Linked DNA regions of Gossypium hirsutum: region 2 is linked to region 1. A link is a contact called in public Hi-C data. All regions are on one chromosome and are shown on one strand. The core of a region is the stretch at or near the end of the contact, and the rest is flanking DNA. Distances in the headings are between cores, read along the strand shown. Region 1 holds the start of LOC107916588 (ABC transporter B family member 26, chloroplastic). Region 2 overlaps LOC107916586 (alpha-glucan water dikinase, chloroplastic).

The links. Hi-C and Micro-C count contacts between places; a contact is called where the count stands out from the background.
Region 2: a Hi-C map of leaf shows a contact between it and region 1, with 2.6 times the contacts expected there. The contact joins the enhancer-like site here to the promoter of LOC107916588 in region 1. A contact is called at or near these places in 9 of 34 Hi-C or Micro-C datasets (anther, callus, hypocotyl and 1 more).

What each region holds. Positions count from the first base shown.
Region 1 is chrA01:100,656,994-100,663,284 of Gossypium_hirsutum_v2.1, forward strand. It overlaps LOC107916588 (ABC transporter B family member 26, chloroplastic), which reads left to right and starts at 3,387. Exons shown (of 18, transcript XM_016845870.2): 1 at 3,387-4,089; 2 at 4,219-4,346; 3 at 4,630-4,672; 4 at 4,871-4,915; 5 at 5,012-5,134; 6 at 5,216-5,319. The coding sequence starts at 3,640. LOC107916589 reads right to left here and starts at 3,066. Exons shown (of 4, transcript XM_016845871.2): 1 at 2,535-3,066; 2 at 2,260-2,412; 3 at 1,877-2,082; 4 at 1,133-1,489. The coding sequence starts at 3,026. The coding sequence ends at 1,282.
Region 2 is chrA01:100,775,484-100,781,928 of Gossypium_hirsutum_v2.1, forward strand. It overlaps LOC107916586 (alpha-glucan water dikinase, chloroplastic), which reads right to left. Exons shown (of 36, transcript XM_016845865.2): 32 at 6,084-6,182; 33 at 5,206-5,379; 34 at 5,017-5,109; 35 at 4,737-4,852; 36 at 3,863-4,290. The coding sequence ends at 4,086. Among protein-coding and RNA genes, the nearest start is that of LOC107916586, 15 kb to the right of the region's middle. Within about 2 kb of position 3,633, at least 2 of the 9 cell types and tissues checked have an H3K27ac peak or open chromatin away from gene starts, as enhancers often do. A contact at or near this core is called in leaf, where this site is marked.

The DNA.
Region 1 (6,291 bases), core at 2,137-4,636:
GACTCAAACAATCATGAACCAAATGTTAAAGTATGCCTAAAGAGAGATTATTATAATCTCTTCAGCACCATAAGAAAAGTAGCATGCCCGAATTGGTGCCTGTGACCACGTCTACTCTCAGTTTCTTTATGAGACATATATAAATCAATTGCTTTGTGAAATTGGAACTTGCTGGACAGATTTGTCAAGTGTTCTGTGCATAAAAAGTCCACGTGTTTAAGCTTTGCACAACATAGTTTCATGCAAGGTAGTTGATATTGTTAATGCAAGTGTTGATTTTTCAAAGTTTCAAACAAAACAAACTATAAAAAATTAAAAATTGGTTAATGCATCAGTCGGTGTCTCAAGTTCTATTCGATATGGTTAAAATTGGTCGAAACGGGTCATTGCGACTAATATAGATTAATATTTTTATTGATACAAAAAGAATCATTTAATATTTCATTTAGCACTAGAACAATGCATACCAATCAAAATGACTGAAATCGGTGTGGAATAAACCACCATAATTTCATGCCTTTTTAGAATCTATCAAATGAAAAGTACACTCCTCAACCAAGAAATTATACATAAAATTTTTATTTTAAATTCCAATCAAAGTAAAATATTCTTACATTCATGCCCCCAACATGAGTGAAGGTAGATTTTGATTGGTTTTTTCAGTTTTCAGTTTTTTTTATTTGCAGTGTATTGTATGATTTAATTCTACATTTTAATTGGTTCAACATATTTTATGCACAACAATTTTTAACATATATAACTAATTTACGGTGTCATAGTTTATAAAAATCAGAATAAAATATTGAACCGACCGGAGTAAAAGTTCACAAGCATCAATTTTGAATGTCCTAAAAGTAATTGGAATAAAAGAACAAATCAAATAAAATATTTATATTAGGAAGTCCTGAAGTGATTAATCAGTGTTAAGAGGGTGATTTCAATTGAAATATTTTTTTATCAAACTATTATCTAGTCAAAAAGAGTATGGAGTTCCATCATTTGACAAAGGGGGAAAAGGTGCTTGTAAATCACTACGGAACACATCGTTTCGCTTGGACTTGTTTATGGTTTCGTAGTAAGGAATTGTTTGTACAAAGAAATAACCATACCCAATTCGATATCCAGCCATAGATGACAGATCACAAGTGTGCTTGTAAATCATTAAGGAACACATCCTTTTGCTTTATACATACATCAAATTAACAAGGCACGATAAATAATTAAATGAACATATATCATAATCCAACAACAACAATAATTATGGAGTCCGTTCTGGATGATTCATCTTTGTAGTAAAACGGCAGCTCCCACCAAGCCAAACCATAAAGTCAAAGCAACCCAAAATGCTCTGTTCTTCTCCAGTCCAACAGGAGGTCGCCACACCAGAAAATCAGCCAGAAAGTCTCTGGAGGAGGGAAACTGATTGGTTGTTGATCCGCTTGTCTTCTGATCTTTGTCCTTGTACTTGTCAGTCCATGTCGCTGCATAGCTGAACGTTTTGAAATAATTCATATTTATATATAGTTAGTGGTAAAAAAAGATTGCCTACAAAAAGAACATTCTTGCTTCCATTTAATCGTTGTATGTTCATAAAGTATCAAGAATCTATGAAGTACGGACAGGGACTAGAACCCCTATAATATTCTCAGAACTCAATAGTATCAGACGCCATTGCCAGTTGAACAGATGAGACTGGCTGAGGAATAAAATATGTGCAGTACCTTAATCGCAAAACAACAGGGCAACAACTAAAATATCCCAGTTTAGATGCAAAAAGAGAACTGAAATGAACTGCTGGTAAACATCATAAAAGCAAGTGTTATTAAAGTCTATTGCACCATTATTTTATATATATCCAAAGGCCAAAAGCATATACCTGTCGTAACTAGAACCAATCAGCGGTATTGTAACCATCTCTTCCTGGGATATCTTGAGTTTGGGTGCTTGCAAAATGTAGCGGAGATCAGCAGCTTGCCGTCGAATGCTCACACTAGGGTGCTTCTTCTCTAATTGCTGGTACAGAGCAATGCAGTCCGCATGGCGGTTATTCGCCTCATAAGCCATAGCCAGCCATATTTGAATCTGATACCCGCAAATGGGCGAAAAAAAAAAGTCTATTAGTCTTTGGCAATTTTTATTTTTATTTTTTGTTTTTTTTGGGGGGGGGGGTTTGGTTCAAACATGGATTTCAATACAGGGCCATCGAAGTTCCTCAAATTTCCGCCTTATCTTATAGGGTAATATCAAGTATCAACCAACCTCACCGCCAAATAACGTTGGCCTGGGAATGATCGTGAGAGCACCTTCAAGAAATTCAATGGCACGTCCGTACATGCCTTTTCCGTAAGCCTTTTGGCCCAATTCGAACATCAATTGTGCCGTAGCTCTCCTCTCTGCCTGCTCCTTAGCCACCTGTTCTCACACAGGCATCCATAAACTTTGAATCTCTAATACAAAATTGGAAGGAAAACCGAAAAAAGAAGTAGAGGATTAGTTCTATTTATGTAGCAAGGGAAGAGAGACGAAGGCAAAACCTTTTCGAGCTCTTTTCTCACTCTCATCCTCTTTTCCTCCTCGGTTTCTTCTCTACCTGCACCTTCACCTTCACCTTCAGTTTCCTCTGCTTCCGCTTTACTCTGCAGCTCCTCTGCTTTCTTCTCCAATTCCCTCATCTCCTCAATTTCTTTAACTCTCTTCCTCATTTCGTTCTCCCAATCGTACTCCTCCTCTTCCTCCTCAAATCCGTTGCCGTTCTCATCGTCGTCACTGGACGCCGCGTCAAAATCCACCGCCTTTACTTTCGAATTCGCTTTGCCACGAGCCACGGCACGGGGTGCCCGATTCTCCCCGTCCCAGTAGTCGAGTTGGCTCTTGTTGGGAAGAGAAACGTGGGAGAAATGCGGATCCCTCTTCTGCAGATTCAAAACGACGTCGATCGCCAAGGGACGAGATTTTCGGTCCGTTGTAACGGTCCTCGCAGATGTCACGTCAAGTAACAAAGCCAAATTTCCAAGAACCACAGCCATGGCTGGAGTCCGATTCCGAGAGAGAGAAAAGAAGGGTAATAATATGTACCGGGTTCCAGTAAGCCGCCGTGAACGTGAAGATATTTTTAGAAGGTTGTTTCTTTCTATCTTAATGACTAGATTATCCTTCCATTCGCCTTAAATGTTTAGAATGTTTGAGGATAATATATGAGATCCGTGAGGGTGATACCGTCAAAAGAATGTTAACGTGGCGCTACGTTACTACGTAAGACGAGTGTCGTGTGTGGAGACCAAAAAGCTTAATCCGTTCAAACACGTCATCGGAAATAATTTCTCCCATGTCCTCCAGGCAACGCTGTCGTTTTATTGGGGCAGATCTAACGGTGTGGAATTCAACACGACGAGACCATCCACTTCACAGAAAACGTTCATAACGAAACAGGAAAAAAATCTTCCAACGCGCGCACTTCCAGAAATGTAAGCACGCGCGAGAATTTGTGTCAATTAAAACATCATCCCTGAATTATCATTTATTTCAATTGCCTTAAAATCGGAGGCGTTTCTTGGCAAGTGCACATGGGCCAGAAGCTAAAGATTTTAAAAACATTTAGCTTTATCCCCAAACAAACTCCCTCCATTATTACTCCGTCCAATGGCCCTTCCTCTTTGCTGCAACGCGAAGTTACATCCTGGCTATCGTTCTTCGGCTCATTACCAGCGACTGTTTCATTTCGTTAACCGCCGGACTCTCCGATTTTCCAGGAGTCCTGAGGTCTCGATTTGTTTTAAGAGGATTAGCCATCGCTTAGCTCCTTTAAAATCGTCTTCGATTAACGGATTCTCGCTAGAGACGAATCTAGATCATTTTGAGGAAGAGCATTCCGTAGAGAATGTCGAGTTGCGAGGCAGAATTCGGAAATGGATTGATTTTCTTCGATCGATGTTACCAGGAGGGAGCTGGTGGAGCTTCTCCGAAGATGTGGAGATTAAATTCATGGCCAAACCAGTGACGGTTTGGAGGGCGCTTAGTCGAATGTGGCAATTGATTGCTAAAGATCGTTTGGTCATTTTCGCTGCTTTTTCTACCCTTATTGTGGCTGCTGTAAGATCCATTGTGGTTAATGATTTCTGATAATTTATTAGTTATTATCTTGTTTGTTGAAATTATAACTTTAGCTGCCAGTGAGATTTTTTTTTCCTGATCAACTGTTTGGTGCATGTATTGGTTCAGCTTTCGGAAATATCTATCCCGCATTACTTGACCGCAACAATATTTTCGGCACAGAATCATGAAATAGCAGTGTTCCACAGGAATGTACGCAATCTGATTATGATATGTGTTACCGCAGGAATATGCAGGTCAAAATCTAGTATGGTCAAATCTCCCTTCTATATTAAGTTGCCATACTAAACATGGGATTGTCCTTTTCTTGTGGTCGCAACGAAGCTAATCTGAAGTCGCGCTTCTATTAGTCAATGATTTTTTCCCTTAATTGTTTGCCTGTATTGATGCTTAAAAGGATTCACCATTGCTTAGTTTCCAGTGATTGTAAAAGTTTTAAATATTTTTATTGGAATTTGAGCTTTTATGAAGGAAAAGGTAACAGCTGCTTAGGCTTTGCTGTGTTTGCTTGAATTTCAGTGGTCTGCGAGGATGCTGCTTTGGCATTGCAAATATGATCCTGGTGAGTTTCTTATCATGCTTTTACTATTTAATCTCCGATGCCTTGTCTGGTTTTCACATAGGGCCCTGTTTTTTGGGGTTGTTTCATGGGAACCATTATTCAATTTTTAATTTCCATTTTTGAGTGTGTATTTAGTGATGATCAACATTTCTTTCCTTGGAGTGACTTAAGCCTTACTTGTTCATGTGATATCAACAGGTTAAGCGAATGAGAGAAACACTGTATTCGTCTCTTCTTCTTCAGGTTCTGAATATATAAAAACTCTACTTGCTTCAAATGTTTGCTTGCTGTTAGGCATACAGGTATATACCTTTAGTTTTCGCATCATATTTTGTGCAGGAAATATCCTTTTTTGATGGTGAAACAGTTGGTGATTTAACAAGTAGGCTTGGTTCAGATTGTCAACAAGTGTCCCGTGTGATTGGGAATGATCTTAATCTTATTATGCGGAATGTTCTTCAGGTTTGTCATTGATCAAATAATTAATCGGTTCAACTTTGCTGGAATGGTGGGAATCTCATCAGCATTTCATTCTTCTTTTAGGGGACAGGTGCCTTGATCTACTTGCTGATTTTGTCATGGCCACTTGGTTTATGTACATTGGTGATATGCTCTAGTCTAGCAGCAATTATGACGGTCTATGGCATGTAAGATTTTAAGAGTATCCTCACTTTAAATTGAAGCTAGTTTACTTAAAATATATCATAAAAGGTAGTAATTATGATTAAATGGATGCATATGAAGGAAATTAAAGAAAAGTGCTGAGTAGAGGATATATCTGAATGCTATTAATGTTAATTAGATGTTGCAAAGTCACATGGTAGGTTTTAGAGGGTTCGAGGAAGAGACAGTTTAACTAAAAATGTGTCACAACCGTGAATTTGGGATTGATAGTTCATCCCATTAAAGGGAGACTGAAACCTTTAGGACTTGTTTGAGAGAAACCCAAATCTTATTTATTTGATAAAATTCAACGTACCTTTGTTTTGTTTATCATCCCTTTAAATAGAGATTACAATAATTAAAGAAAATAAATAAAGTCCTACTTCCACAACTTCTATTTTAAGATTCCTACCTAGCAGATTCTCTCAAGAGTCCTACCGAAAAACTACTAAGTGTCCACAACAATACTTATTGGAAAAGAGCCTAAGAGTGATTGGCAGTTATGCAATGCTCGCACATCCATCTATCATCTTTGTATTAGGATCAAAGGTCATTTCTTATTCTATAAAACAACCACTACAGCACCATTATTCCTTCTATTACTAACCCTTAAAATTGAATGGGTCATGGACCTTCACAAATTTATTCTCATTTATCAGCACCATTGAATCTAACTAATAACAGCCACTTAGTCCACAACAACAACAACTATAACAGTCATTGACTTATTCCGCAACAAAAACAACTATTCTGTTTTGATTTCTTGCTGTTATCTTTTTCTTTATCTCTTTATCTCTTTATCTCTGCTTTGTGGTTTAATGAGCATGGTAACCACTATAAATACTTACCAAGATATGAATAAGCGCATCATTCTTTCACTATTTCAATACCTTTTACAAGCTTCTTACCAGCATTTGCAATTTTCAAAAATACACTAGTAAGTTTAGATCCATTAA
Region 2 (6,445 bases), core at 2,383-4,882, 120 kb after region 1:
GGATGCAAAACTGTGAAAGAATTTGGTGTTTCTATCTCCCATTTTCAACCAGTTTGTCCTGGCTCTTTGCTTCCAATAATTTTCTTCCTTCTCAATCTCCATATTAAGATGGATTTTCATATCGATTATCTCAGCCAATGTATCATCATCCCTGTCAAGTTCCAACAACCAACCCAACTTGTCTTGCAAGCCTTTAGAAACTTCGTTTCACTTGCTTTTTATACCTTTTGCCCATCTTTTTAGCCTAGCTAAAAGCACTTCAAGTTTCTCCATAACCGAACCAGAATTCAACTCCCAATAACGCCTTACTTCCTTTTCATAGGATTCCTTCAAGACCCACCATGATTCAAAATTAAAATTCTTTCGATTTCTCTACTAATCCCCTTGATCGGTTTTGATTAGAAGAGGACAATGATCGAAAAAAGAATGCGATAAGTGGTTTATTGAGAAATTCAGGAACAAATCAAACCACTCAACTTTAGCCACCCCCTATCAAGTCATTCTCGAATATTAGTTTCATGAAGGTTACCTCTTTCCCAAGTGAATCGAGGTTTAAAATACCTTGCATTCATTAATCAGCAATTATCAAGCATTCTCTGAAAACATTTCATCCATCTTTTGTCTATTGGCACCTCACTAAATTTCTCGAGAGAATATAAAATTTCATTGAAATCTCCACATACAAGCCATGATAAGTCTTGATTTCGACTTTGTAATAAATTTCACCCTTCCTCTCTAAAGCACACATCTGGGATACCATAAAATCCAGTTAATTTCCATTTACTACCATTATCATCCATCAAAGTTTCAGCATCAATGTGATTTTGAGGATAACTTCATAGCTGGACCAATTCATTTTCGTTCCAAGCTAAACCAAACCCACCTCTTGTTTCATTTGTTGAAACATCAATTCCATTAGAAAATCCACATCGCTTTTGGACCTTCTCCATTAGATCACTATTCAACTTAGTCTCCATTAAGAAGACAATTTGGGGATTGTATATCTCCAACATGTGCCGAAGTCTTCGAATCGCTCGTGTACTCCCCAATTCGCTAACGTTCTAACTTATCATTTTCATGGTTTCCGGTAAGGGAACAAACATTATTTTGCTCATTCGCGGTACCCATCGAATCTTCCATTCCTAAAATGCTAGAGTCCAAAAAGACTATGCTATGCATTTTCTTTCCATCCAACTGTGCAATAGGGCTTTCCTCAATATCATGGTCCATTTCAAATTGGCCTACACCATTGGAAGATCCTATAGAATTCATTTATATTTTTTTTAGTAAATCCCTCCAAATTAAATCCCAAGATTGGATTTATTTTCTTCTTTAAATCTCTCCTAACATTCTCTCCTTGATTTCTCCCCAAATGATGGCTTGTTAGATTTTTTTCCCAAAATTCGTCATCCCTTACCTCCTAAACCAGACGCTATTCTCAACCACAACTCTTCTAGATTGTGCTTTCAGATTTGAGTTCTATCCCAACTCCAAAACCTCGTCCCCCTTTGTTAATCGGACAAGGCAAAATTTATCATTATGTCCCAATCGCTCGCAGAGAAAATGAAATAAAGTCAGCCTCTCATATCAAAAGGAGACATAAGTTGAATTTGATGAGGATAACATGATCTTCTTTTTTCTTTTCAATGGCTTCCTGATATCCATATCTACTCTAAAACGCAAGAAACTCATGAATCCTCTACTCAGAGGTTTCGCATTGTACTCCACAAAACATCCAACAAAATTCCCCATTTGGTTTGCCACACTTTCTGGAAAGAAACCAAGGGGAAGATCATTAACCTGAACTCGTAAAGGTGAAAATACCAGAGGAACTTGCATCGGGTTTTCATTTTCTCTAAACGATGATAAATCAACAAGTGATTATTGAAAGTCCATGGGCCCCTTCCATTACACACTTGATATCCATCTCATGGAAAAACTTGAAAAGAAACATTTTTTCTCCAAAATCTGAGATCAGTACTCCCGTTAAGGGATGCCAAAGATTTACCGTAGTATTTTTCATAGCTAGGAAATAAACAATACTTGATGTTAATAAACAACCAACCAAACAGAACTCGTAAGTCGATTTTTGTGCCTCCCGATCTATTAGCAACGAAATTTCAATATCTTCTTCATCTTCAAGATTTAAGCCTTCCATTTCCTTCTCTATCTTGTCTTCTCTCCATAACTAACGTAAAAAAAAAACTTTAAAAAGACAAAACAAAACTTCAAAAAAAAAAAACAAGCACAAGAATACTAAAAGACAAAATAAAACCAAAAATGCTACCAAGAGCAGACAGAGGACGTGCTACCAAGAGCAGACTATTTTTCGTTTTTAACCTCACTAAAACTTAGCGCCCATTCAAATGGACCTACAGGACTAATATCTAACAGACAAAAATCAAGGAATCGTCAAATAATTTGGACTGAAAATCGTCAAAACATGTTATTTTTAATTATTTCTCAATACAATTTTATTTTAAAAATTAAAGTTAATTGGAGCCAACGAGACCTTTTTCAAACAGTTAATTTTGGAAATAATATAATTATTAATTTAATATCTTCAACTAAACTCTCAAATCTATATACCTATGCATAAAAAGAGTGTCTATGGATATTGGCATAATGACACCTTGGAGGAATGGATAATGGGCTAATCCCAGATTTGGTCCGTCACATTTTGTTGATTATGCAATTAGCATGTTAAATTAAGTCCATACCTTTAATAGATTAATTTATTTGTTACTAAATTTAGACCAAAATAAGTTATATTTGCTCAGAATAATAAAAAATTATGTTTGAATAAAATTTATTAATTATGTATAATGATAATAATTGAAAAAGAATTTAATAATTTAAAACTATATTTATAATTTCAAATTTTAATAACTTGAAAAAAAATTATTTTTTATTAAATTTGTATAATTTTTTAACATTATTATCATTTATAAAAAAATAAATTATATTTAGATGATCTTAACAACTAGAAATTTTAAGCACCAGTCAAATAATTTCACATCAACTTTTAAAAATGTAAATTTATCATTATACACTTCACCATACTTAGTATTTTCTCTAACTTAACTTTAATTAAATTAGTAAAAATTTTAAAAATTTTAATAAATAAATAAACATGTTTTCTTATTTTATAATTTTCAAATAACTTTTAGTTTTTTTTTAATTTAATCATCCCAAATTCCAGTTTCTAATATTTTTCTAGGCTTTTTAATTTTTGATGACTGGTTTCAGTTTTTCTATTTTCGTCATTTTTATAATTTTTATCAGTTTTTTAATGTTTAACAATTGATTTCAATATTTTCAAATTTCACTTTTGATTAATATTGTTCCTGCAAATAGTTTCAACATGTTGACATTCTCTTTTCCAAATTTTCAATTATTTTTAAGTAGTTTAAATAAAATTAAATTAAAAAAGATATCATATATGATTGAGTGTATATAATATTTATATGTCCTTAAAAATTAATAATAATTATATATTTTAGGATAATTTTAATATTAAGTTGGGTAAAAACATTGTCCCGCAAGTAGGATGGGCAGATGATAGGGCTGTTTCTTGGCATCATACCTTGATTAATTTAACTACAAATGAATGTGTTTAGGCCCACATGAACAAAACTTGCGTTTTGCTCCGACCAAAACTGGTAGTCGGACGATTCTCAGTCTAGCTCTCCCAATCCCTGTACTCCTCCCCCACTTAAAATTTAATCCTTCCATCATAAGCTAATTTTTAATTTTAAAAATACTAAATAATCCAATATCTGAATAGAATAAAATTTCTCTAATAATCTTGTCAACTAAAAGAAAAGAAGTAAAAGGTCTAAATTTAAGAGTAGATAGAATAGGACCCCAGGAAACATCTTCATATAATGTATGCATACACGTACAAACAAGTTATTAGTTCTGCGATTTAGAATATTTATTCTTTCTTTATACATTTTGTTTCTATTTCATTTTCACCTCTTCTTCAGTGTTGTATGTTTTACTCATTTTACAACGTCGGCATAGGCAAAAAAACACTGCCCAAAGAATATAATTATTATACTAAAAAGAAACAAATGAGAGGATCACATCTGGGGTCTTGTCTGGACAACATACACCTTCCCATCTCTGATCACACCTTCTATGTCTTGTGGAGATCCATACAGTTCCTCTACGGCATTTCCTGCACCAGCAATGCTAGAAAGGATTGCTTGTTGAAACTTGCCATCATTTATCAACGGGTCCGATGAGTAATCAACCACCACTTTCTCTTCTTCATCCATTGGCACACTGCACAAAAAAGATTGGTGTTATTAAGCGTCCGTGCAAAAGTTTCTTTTAAAAAGAATTAGGGGAACAAGATCATATGATAAGTAACTTTCTTTGTTAGACCAAATTGCAAGACCAAGAACAAGTGCTAGACTTTTAGTGGCGTTAGTATTGGCCATCTGGAGATTCCTCTAGGCTCTAGAAAAGCAGTTACTACATAAAAATCTAACCATGCCCTTTGCATGAAAAACAATAAGGCAGATTGGACCCTGCTTCCTTCAGCCGTAAATGTTCACTTCATGTGCATCTCCGGAAGAATAAAATAATAGACATTGATCACTAACAATTCGGAAGATGGAACAGTTTTCCATTTAAGGACAGTACAGTCCCAACAAAAGGAAAAATCAAACACATCAAATAATAAGCACACTGCACGCTTTCTGCAAGGAAGTTTGGAAGGAGATTACCTGTCATAAAGGCCAGCACCTGCATAACCTTCTAGATCTTCACCATTAGAATCAGATCGGAAGATAATGGAACGCCTTATGAAGAGACCAATTGGTTTGCTTGGATATCCCAAAACCTGAAATATGTCGGAAATCGTTAGTGGAGAATATGATTAGTTGCTTTGTGATCAAATATAATTTTTTCAATGATATGATGGTAAGGGAATTGTATTGATGGTTAATCTTATTCTGCATTACTTCGTTAATTGTACCCAGTATTAAATATGTAGGCATGTTTTACCTGAGGAGAGTTGAGATTGTTTTTCTTGCAAACAAAACTCAAAGCACGACCTGGATAAGCTCCAACAAGAGTTTCTCCAAGTCCCTTGACAACCTAAGTCAAACAGAAATCAAATAATTCCTTTTTCTTCCTCAAGGGGAACAAATGACAGGAGATCATGATAGAAAATTGATAAATGCTGATGCATACCTCAGCATAGATCTCTGAAGTGTCCCCTGACGATGGATTAGTAGTATGAATAACAAATGCATAGTCAGCATTGATTACTTCCTGAACCAGGACAGCCATACAGAGGTAGTCGTGATCTAGTTTGACTTTCCTGGTGCTGAAATATGCTCTCTCATTCCATTTTGAAGCCCATACCTAGATTGAAAGCATAAAACAAATATGTCAGTGCTATAGATCAAAATGGAAATCTGTGACTACAAGCCAGCAAAACAATTAAATTAAGAACTATGTGAATAGAAGGAACAAATTTTGAAAGACCTAGTTACAGGTAAAAAGTTAACGTGGCTGAATGCTAAAAGAAACATAGTGTATGGATCACAGAATTTTAGGAAAAGGAAATTGGAGAAAAAAACTAAAATGCAGAGAAAGACAAAAGGCATCCTTCTCCTGTTTGGATGCAAGTAAAACGTAAAGGACAATGACATTACTCATTGTGATCCTAGTATGATTACAGATAAAACACTATTCGAATGAAGTGGCATGTTGTAGAAATCAAAATTTATCCTATGTTAGGATCAAAGTAAAGGGAAGGAAAACAAGAACCTTTATCTCGTTTGGATAAGTTATTTTATTTAAACACGGGAAAGTAAAGAAAGTTGAGTATCCATTACTTTCCCTTGAAAAGAAAATTGGACGTGAAACATACTTTTTGTCCTTCTAATCTTTTATAAATTGTTTTATAAAAAGGATATAATTGGAAGAAAAATCATAACGTATTGTTTTCTTTCCTTTCCATAACATTCCTCCCTTTACATTTTTCCTTTCTTTTCCTTTATAATTGTTTATCTAAACATGGTGTTAGAGGCATAAGCTCCTTCTTTGCAGAAAAAATCGTATACCTTCTTTATAGCAGTCCATGCTTGCTCCCACCTCTGCTCACCTTCATCTCCAGGCCAAGGCATGCCAGAAGTCAGCATCTTGGTCTTCAGCTCTTGCACCTGAAGATAAATGAGAAATTGAAATAAATCTGATCAACTGCCTGTGAAAGAAATCTCCTAGCCAGAAGTGCAATCAATTTCTTAGATGCAATAAACTTAGGGAGGCAAAAAATTATTGAGAAAATTCAGATTCACATAGAGATACAACTGTAGGAGAATGCAGAAGGGAAAATTTTCTTTTGGACAATCAAAAACTTCTCATCCAGAGAAGAACTCAACAAAATATTGTTTCAAGCTGATGATGCTATGATTGCTATCAAGTA